Linked DNA regions of Sus scrofa: region 2 is linked to region 1. The links are chromatin contacts, called in public HiChIP or PLAC-seq maps. All regions are on one chromosome and are shown on one strand. The core of a region is the stretch at or near the end of the contact, and the rest is flanking DNA. Distances in the headings are between cores, read along the strand shown.

Evidence for each region. HiChIP or PLAC-seq counts read pairs in DNA pulled down with a chosen protein or histone mark.
Region 2: an H3K27ac HiChIP or PLAC-seq map of alveolar macrophages shows a contact between it and region 1. The contact joins the promoter of VDAC2 here to the enhancer-like site in region 1. A contact is called at or near these places in 1 of 5 promoter capture datasets (liver), 7 of 47 Hi-C or Micro-C datasets (blood, embryonic fibroblasts, mesenchymal stem cells and 3 more) and 2 of 2 datasets of contacts at active chromatin or transcription factors (alveolar macrophages and skeletal muscle).

What each region holds. Positions count from the first base shown.
Region 1 is chr14:77,694,105-77,697,588 of Sscrofa11.1, forward strand. The region is part of intron 1 of SAMD8 (sphingomyelin synthase-related protein 1); the gene reads left to right. Among named protein-coding and RNA genes, the nearest start is that of SAMD8, 17 kb to the left of the region's middle. Within about 2 kb of position 1,672, at least 9 of the 83 cell types and tissues checked have an H3K27ac peak or open chromatin away from gene starts, as enhancers often do. A contact at or near this core is called in alveolar macrophages, where this site is marked.
Region 2 is chr14:77,766,085-77,769,568 of Sscrofa11.1, forward strand. It overlaps VDAC2 (voltage dependent anion channel 2), which reads left to right and starts at 1,611. Exons shown (of 9, transcript NM_214369.1): 1 at 1,611-1,641; 2 at 2,643-2,711. The coding sequence starts at 1,611.

The DNA of each region.
Region 1 (3,484 bases), core at 422-2,921:
ACCACAGACACAGCAATGCCAGATCTGAGCCACATCTGCAACCTGCATTGCAGCTTTTACCCACTGAGAAAGGCCAGGGATCGAACCAGCAACCTTTATGGATACTAGTCGGGTTTGTTAACACTGCACCACAATGGGAATTCCTTGAATAGTCATTTCTCTGAAGAAGATGTACAAATACCCAGAAAGCACATGAAAAGGTACTTACCATCACTAATCATTATGGAAATTGAATCAGAACCGCAATAAGATAGCACATCACACCCGTTAGGATGACTGCTATTAAAAATAAAAACCAGGAGTTCCCGTCGTGGTGCAGTGGTTAACAAATCTGACTAGGAACCATGAGGTTGCAGGTTTGATCCCTGGCCTTGCTCAGTGGGTTAAGGATCCGGCGTTGCCGTGAGCTGTTGTGTAGGTAGCAGATGCGGCTCAGATCCTGTGTTGCTGTGGCTCTGGCCCCGCGTTGCTGTGGCTCTGGCATAGGCCGGTGGCTACAGCTCCGATTCGACTCCTAGCCTGGGAACCTCCATATGCCGCGTGTGCAGCCCTAGAAAAGGCAAAAAGACAAAAAAATAAAATAAAAACCAAAAAATAACAAGTGCTGGTAAGGATATGGAAAAATTAGAACACTTGCGTGTTGTTAGTGGGAATGTAAAATGATACAACTACTTTGAAAATAGTGTAGCGATTCCTGAAAAAAATTAGTTACCAGATGACCCAGCAATTCCACTTCTGGATATATACTCAAAAGAAGTGAAAGCAGGACTTGAGCAGATATTTGTATACCCATGTTCATAGCAACATTATTCACAATAGTCAAAAGTTAGAAGCAACCCAAGTGCCTTTTGATGGATAAATAAACAAATGTGTTATACATACACACTCACACTCACACACAATGGAATATTGTTTAGCCTTTAAAGAAGAGAAGTTCTCATACATGCTGCAACATGGGTGAACCTTGAGGACATTATGCTAAGGAAAATAAGCCAGACACAAAAAGACAAATATAGGATTCCACTCACATGAGGTATCTAGAATAGTCAGATTCATAGATAGAAAGTAGAATAGTGATTGACAGCGGCTGGGGGGAGGGGACAATGGGGAAATTACTGTTTAATGACTATGGAGTTTCCTTTTGGAATAATGAGTGAGATCTGAAAATGGATGGTGGTAATGATTGCATGACAATGTAAATGTACTTAATACCACTGAACTGTACACTTAAAATAGTTAAAATAGTACATTTTCTGTTACATATAGCTTAACACATGCACAGAGAACATATCATTTTACCTGTAATACAGGCCAGTACTGCCACTCTACAATTACACTTGCTTTCTGACACAAAGTTAGTGACTGAAAACTGGAGAATTACATGCACACACACACACAACCAGCATTTTCATAGTCTTGTGGATAGCAAAATCTTGAGGAAAATGGCCCTTACTTCACTTTCTGTTTTCCGCATCTCATGTCAGAGCATCTAGTTGGCTGAATCTAATTCAGTTTTAGAACCCTAGTTGCAGTGGATCCTGAGGAATAATTTTTAGCGTTTCAACCTCTTTAGTAGCAGAAAACAACTAAAGGGAGATTGAAAGGGACGCTGAGTGCCAGTTCATCATATTTGTCACAGAGACTGAGTCAGTGGTGATTCATAGATGGTAATACTCTTTGTAGTCAAGTCATCATTTTCAGTAGTGGCCACATTGTCCTGCAGCTGGTCACTCACAGAGGACAGGGGGGCAGGATAGGGAGAGTTTGTTAATAGTAACTGTCTTTCTTTCCTTTTTTTTTTTTTTGTCTTTTGTCTTTTTAGGGCCGCACCCACGGCATATGGAGGTTCCCAGTCTATGGGTCTAATCAGAGCTGTTGCTGCCAACCTACGCCACAGCCACAGCAATGCCAGATCCAAGCTGCATCTGCAATCTACACCACCGCTCACAGCAATGCTGGATCCTTAACCCACTGAGTGAGGCCAGGGATCAAACCTGCAACCTCATGGTTCCTAGTTGGATTTGTTTCCACTGTGCCACGAAGGGAACTCCAATAGTCACTATCTTTCAATAGTGCAGTTCTAGGCTGATTGTATTTAGTTTGTTAAACCTATTTGCAGTTTTAATATGGTGGGTAAATAACTGAGTTATTTATATTGTGAAGAGATTTGAGTCACTCCAATGGAATGCGCTAAAGGCTCATTGATTAAAAAATAGCTATGCTACTGTTAAGGAACACCAGATTTAAAGTTCTTGTGTTAATAAACTGTTTTCATTAAGTATGAAGATAAGATCATAGGAAATACACTGAGCTCTTTTGCGTCAGGCAGCTCAAATCTCTAATTATTATGAACTAAATGTGGAGAGAAAAATAAATTTGCTAGTAAATGAGAGAGTTGATGTGCTAAAAATTGTATCTTTTAATAGTTTTCAGAAATTTCTCATGACTCCACCCAAAAGATAAGATATCTTTTGTTCCACTTTGTACAGAACAGTCAGTTGCTTTATGTTATCTATGACTTGGAACTAAGTTTGATTAATGCCTATTGATGGTAAGATTCTGCGTGAGTGGACTATTCACTCAGTGCCTTGATAATAGAATATTGATCTTTGATAACTAAGTAATTTTTAAATTGCTCACTGATTTCAAAATAAACTTTTAAATCTTATCTGAAATTGGAATGTTTCCTTTACATACCAGTTAACATTTTGGACAAGTACCATGCTTTGCATGCAGTGCTTTTTGACATGGATCAAACTTCAGTGACATACCTGGGAGTGATAGTGTCTAAATAACACCTCAGTTTTTTTTGATGTTATTATTACACTTCTAGAAATCTAACCTAAGTCACTTCAGTACTGTTTGTAATAGTAGTAAAACTATGAATGGTTACCAACAGTGGGGAAATGGATAATTTCTTGTATAGCCATACAATTAAATGTCCTTTTCAAAGGATAGTTTGATAGCATTAGACAGGACTCATGCAGTAATGTTAAGTAAAATGGTACAGAATTACCTGTGATATGATTTCTCTATAGAAAATTCTATGTGTGAAGGATAAATAAAAAATTATAAACAATAGTTCCCTGGGGCAGTAATGTAACAATTATATTTTAAATATTATTCAGCAGATACATTTTGCTTTTAGGTATTTTTCTTTTTATTATAGAAATATGTTACTTTAAAAGATCCAAACTGTGCAGAAATTTGTAGATGAAAAACCATAAAAGTCCTTCAGTCATCTACCTAGACAAATTAAGTCCAGTTTATCAATTTGTTCTTTTATATATTTTGCTTTTGGTGTCATATCTAAGAAATCTTTACCTAACCTAAGATCAGAAAGATTTTCTCCTGTGTTATCTTTTAAAACTTTTCTGTTTTTTGTCTTTTTGTCTTTTTTTTTAGGGCCCCACCCACGGCATATGGTGGTTCCCAGGCTAAGGGTCCAATTGGAGCTGTAACCACTGGCCTATGCCAGAGCCAC
Region 2 (3,484 bases), core at 361-2,860, 72 kb after region 1:
TCTTGGGGCAAAGTGGGTTAAGGACCCTGCCTTGTTATTGCAGCTTGGGCCACTACTGTGGCAATGGTTTGATCCTTGGCTTGGGAACCTCCACATGCCACACGGTGGGTAGAAAAAGAAGAAAAAGCCAGAGTGGGGGAAAATGAGCTTTCCTTAGTCTATGGCTGAATGGCTGTTAAAACCACTTCATCTCATTTATTTTATAGAGTGAAACAAAACAAGACAAAACTGGGGTAGAGAAGGGATAAATTGCTGAGACTGGCTATTGATTACCGACCTTAAATTGACCCTATTTCTATCTCATTAGACCGCTCATTTTTTTCTTGTCCCCTTGGCTTCTTCACTTCCTGCACACCCAGAGAACTGGAGTGCAGCGTTCTAATGCTTGGTCAGCATGATTCCTAAATTTTCTAGCAGGCTTGACTCACCAAGACCGCTCCAGTTTCTCTGTGTGTGTAAAGCAGTCCCACCCCAATCCAGACGAAGGAGGCAGAAAAGGAACCCTAAGGCTTGAGCGGGGGTAGGGTGGAGTAGGGAAAGGCGGGGCACCCCGAGACGTGCTCAAGTTTGTTCAGGGCGGGGCAGCCCAAGAGAGCCTCTCAGGCCGAGCCCCGCCTAGCATGGCGATTACACCATGATGGGAAGCGGGCGAAAGAAGGGAGTGGGCGAGGGGCTGGAGGTACGCCCCAGCGCCCCACTCATTTCTCTCTGAGCCAGGAGAGACACACGGTCTTCCAGAGACGCAAGCACTTGCTCAGGGCAGAAGTGGTATCGCTCAGCAGACTCCTTCCTCTACCGGGGATTGGCTCTGCAGGGCATGTAAGTCACAGCCAAGAAGGGGAGTTGGAGAGATGTACGTGACCTCGGGGAGCGCGGTCGCGCCCAGTCGCGCGCAGTCCCGCTCAGGCACGCGCCCGACGCCCCGCCCCGCCCATATTGAGCGCGCGCGGGGCCTCCACCCCATCCCCCCGCCCTCGCGGTCCCCTCCGGCAGCATCCGTCGTTCCCCGCCCCCTCGTCTCTGGGGCTGTCCTCTTCGCTGCCTGACCTGAGGTCCGGCAACGTCTGTCTTTCTGGCCCCCGCCGAGGGACCGAGGCGCCCTATCCCGGGGGCGGGGGTGCTCTTGGAGCACGTGGCTGTTTTAGAGCAGGTTGGAGTGGGCAGCAGGCGGCGCTGCGGGGACAGGCGCGGCGGGCAGCCCCAGGGGCAGCGGCAGGGTCCTGGCCGGTGGGGGGAGGACAGGGTTGCGGCAGGCGGAACGGTGTCTCCTTCACTTCGCCCTCCAGCCGAGGGAGCTGCAGCCCGACCCTGAAGGAGCCGAACGGTTTCTGCTGCGAGCGAACGGCAGGGGCGCCTCCCCCTCCCCCCAGGAGACCACCAGGTACCGCTGCCCCCGCCTCACTCTGACCCGGGGGCGTAGGCCTGGGCGGCCAAGCAGGATGTCTGAGCCGGACTCTGGGTCGGCCCTGGCTCCCTAAGATGGCCGCGCTGCCCCGCGGCCCCTCTCCCCTCTGTCCCAGACCCCCTTTCTGGCCCCTTGGTTTGCTTCTGACCCCTGCTGACCACACTTTATGTCCCTCCTTCAGATCACCTCATCCGACGGCTTCGCCATGGCGTCCTATGGACAGACCTGCCCACGGCGTAAGTAGAGGGGGATCTCTGCGGGACGGGGCGGCGGTGCCTGGACAGTCGAAGCCTGTCGAACGGAAAACTAGGGCTTCTTTTCCCGTATCTCTCCGAGGACTTGGAAATTTGTCCCTTTTGGTAGTTTCTCCATCGTCTGACTCCTCTAGTTCTGCGGAGGAGGGACTGAGTTGCTGGATTTCGAATAGGGGGACTAGGCCAGGGGAGTTGGTTCATGGTCGCATTCACCTTCAGCTTTTGGATGTGTCTTTAATGGACTCAGAGGAAAAAGTTACTGATACCGGATTTGGTTTTTGGAGGCTTGGATCGGTCACTTTTTTAGAGGAAGTAGTAATCTCCCTTGTGAGTGCACAAGGTCATTACATGTGCTCCTAAGGGCGTGGACGTGCTGTGTAGAATGAATGAGCTAGTGTAACGAGCTCAGATTGCTTGCCCTTAAGCCGCACAGCATTGGCCGAGGATATGTCTAAAGTGCCATCTGATATTTAGTTGATGTAGACACTTGAGTGAAACATAGATGGCTTTTTTTTAAGTTCCGTTAAGTTCCCCAGGTATTATTTACCTTTCTCTTCCCATTCCAGAATATTGGTTTTGGCCTCAGAGAGGATACTAAAGGATGTATTGGGGGAGGGGGTGAGGGACTTGTCTTAGTTTTTTTAATCTCATTTGGTTAAATCAGCCTATTCCAGTGACTTTTGGCAGGTATATTTGAATGTATAGTTATATATGTGTGTATGTGTTTGATTCTTTGTATATTTTGGAAGGAATTTCCCAAGTTTTTTGGCCACTTACTATAGTTATCTGTTTTAGAAATTAGTCTTTGGTGCTGATGTCTCCCTCATGGATCCTAGTAGACTATAGTTTTGTTGTAGCTCCTCGTGGTAATAAAAACAAGTTGGATTGCTTGGATTTAAAGATAGCAGTCTGTTCATAATCTAGTTCTTGAACAGACTGTGGGAGCACAGGGACATTAACATTGGAATGTTTCTTCCCACCAGCAATGTGTATTCCGCCATCATATGCTGACCTTGGCAAAGCTGCCAGAGATATTTTCAACAAAGGATTTGGTAAGAATTGCTTTAAAAATTTTAGATCTGAAGTGGAAAATGTGTGTTTGGATTGCTTAGGGAAATTATTGACTTTAAATTGTAAGTATTTTGCTGCATTCTCTTATTAGTTATATTTAAGATAAGATTTCTATTAAAATAGTACTGTAAAACAATCCAAATTCTATCCCAGTTTCATCTGTTTTTTTCAAACTTGAGTTACAGGAATTTACCTTTAAGAAGAAAAGCAATCATGCTTTCTTTTCTTTGAGATATAGTTTACGCCATGGTTGACTAGAATTGATGATTGTCTTGGATTGCTTTGATGGTGGTGACTCCTACTAAAGAGTTATGGGTTTTTTCGAATAAATTAGGACTCTCTTGAAGATTTTATTCCACACCTCACCCTCCCTGTCCTTTAGAATATTTCCCCAGTTATTTAGATTATTAATTGTTTAGATTATTAATCCCCGAAGGAGGTACCTCTTTGGGTTAAATGTTCTCAGTGCCTGTATTATAATAAATTATTGGCTATTCTGAGATTTAAGTTGAAGTGATTTTTCTAATCTGATATTTCGGTTTGAAAAGCATTTTTAAATAAATGCTTTGATAAAATTGTTTGACAGTTGGGGTTTTTTTTTGGGGGGGGGATTGCCAAATACACACCAATATATTAGGCAAAGCTTCATAGGGATGTTTCTGTCTATTCACAGAATTTTTCATTTAAGTATCATGTATCAATGCACATTTTTGTCTCCCTTTGAATATGTGAAATCTTTCTGGTTTTCTTTTTT